2 separate regions of the Sparus aurata genome follow, and region 2 is linked to region 1. The links are chromatin contacts, called in public Hi-C maps. All regions are on one chromosome and are shown on one strand. Each heading gives the region's core, a stretch centred on a gene start, on an enhancer-like site or on the middle of the called end of the contact. The rest is flanking DNA. Distances are from core to core; before and after follow the strand shown.

The links. A called contact is a pair of places that touch in the nucleus more often than the background predicts.
Region 2: a Hi-C map of skeletal muscle shows a contact between it and region 1, with 2.5 times the contacts expected there. The contact joins the promoter of asb6 here to the promoter of slc15a4 in region 1. A contact is called at or near these places in 2 of 2 Hi-C or Micro-C datasets (skeletal muscle and an unstated tissue).

The regions. Positions count from the first base shown.
Region 1 is chr5:7,378,359-7,383,074 of fSpaAur1.1, reverse strand. It overlaps slc15a4 (solute carrier family 15 member 4), which reads right to left and starts at 2,508. Exons shown (of 9, transcript XM_030416534.1): 1 at 2,334-2,508; 2 at 1,544-2,165. The coding sequence starts at 2,116. It overlaps glt1d1 (glycosyltransferase 1 domain containing 1), which reads left to right and starts at 2,549. Exons shown (of 12, transcript XM_030416537.1): 1 at 2,549-3,157; 2 at 3,748-3,899; 3 at 4,057-4,162. The coding sequence starts at 3,090.
Region 2 is chr5:7,619,599-7,624,314 of fSpaAur1.1, reverse strand. It overlaps asb6 (ankyrin repeat and SOCS box containing 6), which reads right to left and starts at 2,527. Exons shown (of 7, transcript XM_030418314.1): 1 at 2,445-2,527; 2 at 1,838-1,987; 3 at 1,512-1,657. The coding sequence starts at 1,947.

The DNA of each region.
Region 1 (4,716 bases), core at 1,259-3,758:
TGATTAAAAATAAGACACTCACGATAATTTTCACTATTGTGATAAACAGACTTGAGATAATCCAGAAAATCCTCAGATAAATGACTTTAAAAAGCATGTGTCTAGATTGCCGTTTTACAATCCTATACTGGTTTCATGATTTACTTTCAACTGCTTGGGCCTGTCAGCATTGCTGAAAACAATGTGTTCACATAGTATCCACCATAAAATCAAGTTAAATCGGGTGTGTAAATATTACAGATTCCAAACTAAAAAAACAAGATGAAGTTACCACCATTTAGTTATCCCTTATTTGTGCAGGAGAGTGTCATTATTTATGGTAATTATTTAAGATGCTTTGATTAATTGATTATTTCCTAAAATAATAAGTTTGTCCCATTAGTGATGCAATAAAACATTTAGAATAAATATTTGTTTCCCAACAAAATGTAAGGTTAAAGTGATCGAGTATGTTTTCAGAGTTTTAAGCATATTTTAATGATTAAGAGGACAATATCCTGCATTGCAGTTATGTTGGACAGGATAACTGTGTCCTGAAATGTCCATATCATTCAGGGCCTACTGCAGCCCCACTAAAACTCTAATCTTATGTCTGCACTCCATCAAAATAACACTCAAAACAGTGACTGTAGCGGTGTTCCCACTGCACGAGGGTGCAATTATTTCTTAGTCAGAAATCAAGCCATACGTAACAGGCAATCTACAATTTTACTTGAACCAGACGCATTTCAAGTATTAACAGCTCCCACTGCCACTTAATTAGGACTTTCAGCTGGCGGTGAATTAGTGGGAAAATTGTGCCTTTAAGTGATGTACTTCATATTACATCTTAACTCCTCAAAAAAGTAACCTGTTTTGCCAGGATTTCATAATGGCTTTTTGACAATCACTGGCACAATAGAGCTGATTTATTCCCTATTTTGCTTCTGCTGTGTGCTGCTATACCAATTTCTGTGTTTCTCTTATATTTCCCTGCAATGTATGGATTGTCCTTGATGTTGCGTATTGTGTGTGTTCGAGCAGGATCAAAGCGCGCATTGACAGAAACGTGACACTCTTTTAACAAGCGTAGTGTGTACTAATCAAGTGCTAATCATATTCACCCTGCAAGTTCCGTTTGGAAGGTTTTACCCAACCTGGGTTAGATTATTTTGAAAAACAATGACATTGATTAACTTTTCTACTTTTGAGACTGCTTCTTGTAGATAAGTGACCAGTGTTTTCTTGTTAGTAGGACGTACCATTTCAGGCATCGTTTTTGGTTGTTTGTGTGTGTACATTAGTTTAACTGAGAGAAAGACAGAGGATTTCTCAGTGGCAACTTTGCAATGGAAATTCTTAAAAGGGGCCATGGCGATCAAGGGAATGCATGTCTAAATAAACTGTCACGGTGCAATAGAAATCCCATCACATGTCTCACATGATGTCACACTGCACACCCAATCTCAGAGATCAGCCTGGTTCTATAACAAACTCCATTTCACCTCCTCTCTGCATTCTTTAGTTCACACTTGGTGATATGAAAGTGCTGGCCATACTTTACCTGATCTGCCCCAAAGGGAGTGATGTTGGACTTCACAGTACCCACACCTAATGCAATCAAAAAAAGTCCTGTGTAGACTACTGGGCCACAATATGGGGCTCGTATAGGGCAGGTCACATTGCTTGCACTGGTACTGTTCTGACACTCAGCAGGTTGCACAGGAAACGCCATCTCTTCTCCACATAGGTTTATCCTGGTTTCATCGTTTGAAATGAAAGGGAAAAACAGCATGCCGATAAAATACAGGATCAAACTTGCGGCTATTGTCCAGAATTTCCCAAGGTAAGCATCTGCCAACCAGCCTCCAAATGGTGAAATCAGATAAGTAACTCCCATGAACATCAGAGGTGCCTGGCTCGCCTGAGTACCCTCCCAATAAAAGGGGCTACCATTGAGGAAAAGAACAAGATTGGATGTGATGCCGTAGAATGCAATCCTTTCTAATGATTCAGCCAGCAGGATGGCTGCACATGCCAGTCTCCTTCCCTGGAAAACGGATGGTGGTGAAGGTCTTTGGCCAGAATCTGAGTCCAAAAGAGGGGTGCTCTCATTGGCATCCCTGTTGTTAGCCATTCCCAACTTCCAGTGACTTAAGTTCTTCTTGTATAGTAAGAGTTCAAACCTATAAATAAAATACAGAGGAGGTTAAACAAGTTAGCTCATACAGAGAGAACAGCTAGCTGTGCCTAACTAACCCTTCCTTATCATATGCAACACAGCCACTAAAAAGACCTAAAGTAAGCTAGCTTCAGCATAACGCTAGCATGGTAAGAGTTTGGTTTGACATTACCTTTAATTATTGAAGCACGCCCCAGTGGTGTTCAGTTATCTCCATTAACACAGCGCTTAAATGTTTACTTTGTCTCGGCTTAAGTCAATACTTCGTCAAAGGAGAACTGGAAGTCAACAGAAAACAGTGTGTCACAGTACTGTCGCGTGACACACCGCTCAGTCACCAAGCCGTCACAAGTTGCGTAGCTGTGGAGACGATCTGTAGGTGAACCGGACCGGACGTGTCCACTGAAGCAACGCGATCAGCCTTATCCGTGTGATTTGGAAGTTACTTCCGTTTGTGCAAACCTTGTTACACCGAGAAAGGGAAGTCGTTGCGTGGTTGTTTTTTCTTTTCTTTTTTTTTGGTAACCGCTGATTCTAGTGCTGTCAGTCGTGTCACGATCTGGCTTGGGGTTTTGTGTTGTGTTGTCTCGGTCCAAAAATTAAACTACATACTGAAACGGGTCAACAGAGCCTGTACAGTATGTGCTACCGTCATGTGTTTCCGGGGGATCAAATAGGAGACGGACTTGTAAACATGTCAAGCGTGGGTACGTTGCCCATAGCGTTGCCAGCTAATGAGCTAGCCGTATGGTGCTCACATCTAGCTCTGGGTGTAATCATGAGTTTCAGGAAATGTGATAGGTGTTGAGGATAGCGAGCCTACTCAAACGGCACACAGAGCCACAGCTTGCTGCATTATCCCCTCTGCTTTTGTTGTTTTAATGTGTACATTCTAACAGGTTAGCCCGCAAGAGCCTGTACTAAAGAAATGAAATTACTCTTTCTTGCCTGTCTTAGTCCCCAAACTGGGAACCACACTACAGCTGAGAGGATAAGGTAACTGAAACTGTCGTTAAGTGTAGCTAGCTACAACAGCTGTTGCTAACGGTAGTCATTAGCAGTAGAATAAGTAGTTCAAATGCTAATAACCTTTGTGAACATAACATTGTGAAAGTAGGCAACTCTCAAGTAAAAGTACTGCATTAAAAATAGTATTATCCCCAACATGTACTTGAGGTATGACAGCAACAGTACCCATTGTGCACCATAAGGTTACCTGTCAATGTGTTACCATTATATCTGAAGGCTTTGGATTCTCGTTATTAGTATAGCACTCGAGTACATGTACTTAATTATTTATTTTACATTCTATCAATGAACATGATTTCTACAGTGACGCTATGTGAGGCAGTAGCACTGTAGTTAACTACTAAACATGGCTACATGAAAATAAAGTTCCTGTGAACTCTCTACTGTACGTTGGCTTTAAATCAGCTGTAACATGATTGAGGGAGGTGATGCTCAATAACCAGTGAAACACTTGATTAATAAAACCAAATAATTTTGAGACATAGTTCAATTTATCTTGCTGTTACCATCATGTCTTCCCTCCAGCCAATCATAGTTGTATATTTGTTTTATTGTAGGTCCCACATTGAATCAGCAGGACACACTTGTGAGCTCAGAGATGCTGCAGAGTTTCAGTCCCCTGCTGAGGTGGCAGGTCTTGTATCTCGAAATCCTCCATTTGAGGGTGCGCTGGCTATTCATCTGTTCAGAGCAGGCAGGCTTCTTTTAGGTAAACATCCACGCTGTTACATGATCTGTTTACTTGTCTCCATACCTTCATTCCATTGTGTTTATCAGAATAATAGTTAACATATAAGTACACTTAGATCCGTCTCACAGGAGCAAATGTCAACACTATTCTGTTTTGTGCCTAACCTTTACACCAGGCGTCCAAGTACCCTTCGGCATTATCTTTGGTGGAACAGACATAAATGAAGATGTGAAAGTTGAGCAGAAGCGTGTGGTTATGGAGCAGGTGCTGCTGAAAGCCAGGTGATGTTGTTGAAAAACTAACCCGTTAACCCACTGTTTTCCAAATAGCTCCAAACTGAGTACACAATGTTTACTCCTTGACTTAGCACATCACACAGACTGTACACCTTTTCTAAGCACATTTTTTTGTGAGGGAAAGGGTTCTTTATCACTGCCATTATTTATGTGTTTTGACCAAATGAACTAAGGTTAATATTTTGTTCAGATTCAGGAAACAAGATGAAATAGTCTAGTATGCAACCACTCAAGCCATTACAAACTGCAGCTTGTAATGGCTTAAAGATAGAAAAGATACAAAACATAGAAGTCAACACACTACAAATATCTATTAAAAATAGAACATAGCATCATCCATGTCCTTTACTGGACACTCCCCTCACTCCTCTGTCAGTCTTTGACAATGATTCCTGAAGTCCAATGACCACATAAATAACCAACATGATTGGTTGTCTTCTCTGTGTTTTGCTTTACTATTTACTTTTTTGTGTTGTCACACCTACCTTATCTAAATGTTGTTTTTAATTTGATTCATGATAACCCTGGTGAAGGCCCAA
Region 2 (4,716 bases), core at 1,278-3,777, 240 kb before region 1:
CGGGAGGCTTATTTTCTCAAGTGTATATAGAGAAGTGAATATGCCCAATTTATCCTTGCAGTTCCTTGAACAAAATGGGCAAATGGAAGATCTATTCATGTTCTTGGTGCAATCTTTCATTTAATTGTCTTGATTAAAATGACGAAGTGTTTGTTCTACCAAAAAACATTTCCTGTTTCATTCCTTTCGAGGGTCATTATAACTGATCAGAATGATAACTAGAGACCAGCCGGGCTGCAAGCCAATATGTTGACGTACCCCAGGTATATTCAACTTTTTGTTCGAGAGGCCAGATTTGATTTGAGACTTTTTTTTCTGCTTTATTAGTTTTAATCTTATAAGTAGAATGCCAGTTTGACTCTCTTAACTTCCCTCTGCTTAAAAAGCCTAGGTTAAAACTTTTTAATGAAAATAATAGATGAAAATTTAATAAGAGCAATAATGTGCTCAGCCACATACTGAACAAATAAATGGGCCAAAGAATCTACTCACAAAATGGTCAAAGGGCCACATCCGGCCCACGAGTGGTAGTCGGTACTCACGGGCTGGACCGCAGCCATCATTTTGATCTCAACTACACCTGTAAAGTTTTAGGACTGCATCATGCAGAGTTGGGACACTATTGCACTGACAAAATCTGATTCTGATTCAGACAAACCTTCACATTCTGATGTACCATGTACATCTTTTTTATGAAAAGTATATTTCCCTAAAAAACTATTGTTTGTTTTTATTTTATTTTTATATTCTCGGTAATGTGCCACGTGCTATTGGCCCTGGGGCTGTACAACTGGAGATGATGAAACAGAAACAAGTCCCAGATGTAGAGGGAGTGCGACTAATGTTTACGCTTTACAGAAAACCAAATTATACTAATGAATGTTTCTGCTATTTATGCTCACATGACGTAGTTCAACTTTATTTTCTTGGCCAAACCAAACAATAAATTAACATTAAGGCTAACGTATTGTTCAGTGATTGTGCTGCACTCAATTTACAGAGGTGACAGAATTCACGGGGATCACTCAAATATGCATAAAACTGAGTGTACAAAGAAGCCTGAGTATACTTTTTCTCATCTCCAGTTGGTGTTCTTCTTTTAATTTTCGGCAGACAAGAAGGGCCTTCGTCTTCTTTTTTCTGGTCGACTAGACACGGTTAAGTGCATTTGCCAAAAAATACACTTTTGATCTTTACAAAATGGGAATGATGCATGTGTTTATTTGCATATAGAACGGGGAAGAGGGATCCAATCACCACTGGAGACACATGTGGAGACGCATGTTTATGCCAGATGGGAACAGATGCACTTAGAGGTGTCCGCTTGTGATCGGATCACTCAGAACAGATGATGATACCAGGTGGGAACAGGGCCTCAGTGTAACAGAAATGCTGATTGAGCGCATCATCCAGAATAGCTCATATAAGTAGACTGGCTTCTCCGGCTGACAGCTCCTTTTTCCATGTGCTTGTACAATGTATTTAAAGCATCCTCACACATCATTTCTCACCTTCAAAGTTTAGATCAGCCCCAAAGCGTAGAAGGATTTCAGCAGCGTACGCCAGCCCCTGCTCGGCCACCTTAAACAGAGCATAGCTGATGCCTTCCACAAACACCTCAGACTGGGACTCCCGCTCCAGAAGCTCCACCAGAGAGCTGCACAGAGCAGACTTGTGTAAATGTATGAAACGCCACCAGTGTTTCCATCAAATTGCATTTAGCACTGGCTGCGGTTATGACACAGTGGCTTCAGTGTAAATATCTACAACAGACAATTAAACAACAGAGCAACACCTTCCAGCTGACTGTCGAATAAAACTGTGGCTTCAGTATCACCTGCGATTGTGTCCACCATCTACTTCCTCCAGTCCGACCACACTCATGACAGCGTCCACCAGCGGCTGATACTCATAAATGATCCTACGAAACCCGTGGAGGAAAGGCATGGCTCCTGCGCGCTTTACCACACGAATCTTCAACCAGTAACTAAAAGACGAAACGAAACAAAAAAAACTTAAGTTAAGGACAGAGGGCGTGTCAATGTGAGAGTGGGTGCAGGTCACGTCAGATCAACTTGTCTGACGTTATCTCTCGAATTCAGCTGACAAATGTCTTTTGGAAATGGGCGGCACTTGACGCTGACTTGCTAACGTACGCGCTTCAAAGAAAATGATATCACACTAATGAGTTCATCTGTTTTTCTGCTACAAAGGCATAGTTCAACTTTATTTTTACCGGCAGCTATTTAACGTTACATCTGGCTAGCTAACTTGGGAAAGCTGCATTCATGATTTGAGAGAAAAGTTTTATTGTTAGCTAAAAGGCGAATGTTAACATCAAACTCAGCTCGAGCATTGCTAGCTCTACGTATCGCTATACACTTGGTAAATTATGAATGTAAGGTTTTCTAGATAATAAACAAGCCAAGTTAATAGAAACTCACTCTGACAGTCACGCCAGTCGTTTACCTTCAAAAGAGGAAAGCTCAACCACGCCCATATCAGTCCGACGCTGTTTTTAGTCCCCTTTAAAACGCAAGGGTAACGAAGGTTCCACTTCCACTTTGTCCTGTACGGAAGCTACAGCGACAGGATTGATGTTCTTACCTTTGAAACTATAGTTTAGTATTAACCAGTGTTGTAAAAATAAAAAATAAAATAAATACTCAAACCTCATACTTGCGTAAAAGTAAATATATGGTTTTAAAATATTACTTTTGGATTTACTAGTATGTGAGTAAAGTCCACAAGTATCTGGTAAATGTAGGTTACTTAAGTATTAAAAGTCGTTTTTGGCAATAAATGTACTTAAATATCAGAAGTACAAATAAAAATAAATCACACATAAGCTATATTTAAATGTGTGTATATTCTGTATGGTATGGGTCAACAGATTATCGTATCCAATGACTACATAAATGTAGCCTAGTACTACTAAGTCATTGTAGTGAGGTATTCTTCTACTTGACTTGAGTTTTTCTCTTCTGTTTCTACTACTCTGCTGTATAATTCCACTCCATGATATTTTTAAGACAAATATTGCACTTTTACTGTTCTACATTAATGTAATAACTTTAGTAGCAGGTTACTTTGCTTACATATATGCAGGTTACATAATGCATCAGAGCCGGAGAACTGCTTTTTTGAATTAATTTATATCATCATATATTTTGGTTACTTTATACAACGTATCTGATTTCGTCTTTGTTCTGAATTCCAATAAATTAATAAAATAATGCACTACTTTTATTCTGATACAGTATGCAATATGAAAAGTAAGTAAGTTATCAAATAAATGAATAAAATGTACAATATCTGCTTCGAAAATGTAGAAGGGTGGAAAAAATAAGTTAGCAGAAAATGTTAAGTACAAGTAGGCCTAACTCAAAACTTTAGTACAGAAATTGAGTGAACGTACTTGCTTACATTCCATCGCTGTTATTAACACCAGGTTGTCTGAAGTTGCAAGGGAAGGGAAAAGTGTAAGAATTAGGCTACTCAGCTGTTGTACTTATACATAACTCACAGTAAGAGAAACATTTACTAAGTGTGTGTCCTAATATGATGCCCGCCTATGGGGCATACATCAAAATGACACATGAAAAATTCAACAGGGTCTGGCAGATAGTGCAAGATGTTCGACCGGAGGCATACTGTCAGCTACACCGTTAGAATTTTGATATAATCTTGGATAAATGTGAACATATGTCAGACTCAATGAGTGTCCCCTGTTAGTAAGTAAGCAATAAGCATGTTTGATCATTATACAACATAATGTGTTAAATGGGTGCAGATGTCAAATTTCACAGACCATAATTCACATATACCTGCATGTTCTGAAATGTATTTAACAAACCATAATAACATGTATCATTATGTCCCTGTCTTTCAGAGATCAAGCCACTGATTAACACTGTTGTTACAGAACACATATGTGACCACCAGAAACAGTTATAAAAATGTCTTTCATCCGTATTGCACATAAGTTTCAGACAGCAGCTTTAAGATTTTTATTTATTTATTTTTTTTGACAACTGTTATGCTGACAGCATCTGGTTGCCAACAGTCGCCTTTGTCTTGTTTAGTAAAGCAACCCCTGCCGTGCCTGTGTTTGGTGACAGATGGCTCGCTTTGAGAACCGCCGAGGAGTGCTCTCGTACAAAAGATGTCATTTTGAACACATCTGTGTGTCTGATTTTGAGCACGGTATATGTTAATGACAGTGTATTTTAACACCACGCACATTGTTGCTGACTGCATCATGTTTTGGAAAAGAGTGCAAATGTCTTGCTGTGAAAGGCACATTATTTAAACTGACACATCCTTTTAAAAGTGTTAGACCAACACTTAAAGAAATGAAATTATTTTCGATTGAGCAGTGAATCAAATGAATACAAGGATGATGTTTGGTTTGCGCTTCAACATAAATGCTGCCAAAGTGGATTTTTTTAAAATTGACTTTAACAAAGGGATATTCAGTAACAAGAAAAGCAGAATATGAAGTTTCTGTTTGCTTCTGTTTGCAGCTGTTTTAGCGATAACAATTACATTTACACAACATTATACTTATTTCTAGGTTCATAATTGTATTTTGTGCTACTACTAAAATAGGTTTAAATGCTTTATTGCTCAAAAAACACATCAGCTTTGTCATGCTGTCCAGTGGTGTAGCATTGTATTCCCCCTCTGTCTGAAGTGCTCTGTTGCATCTCCTGT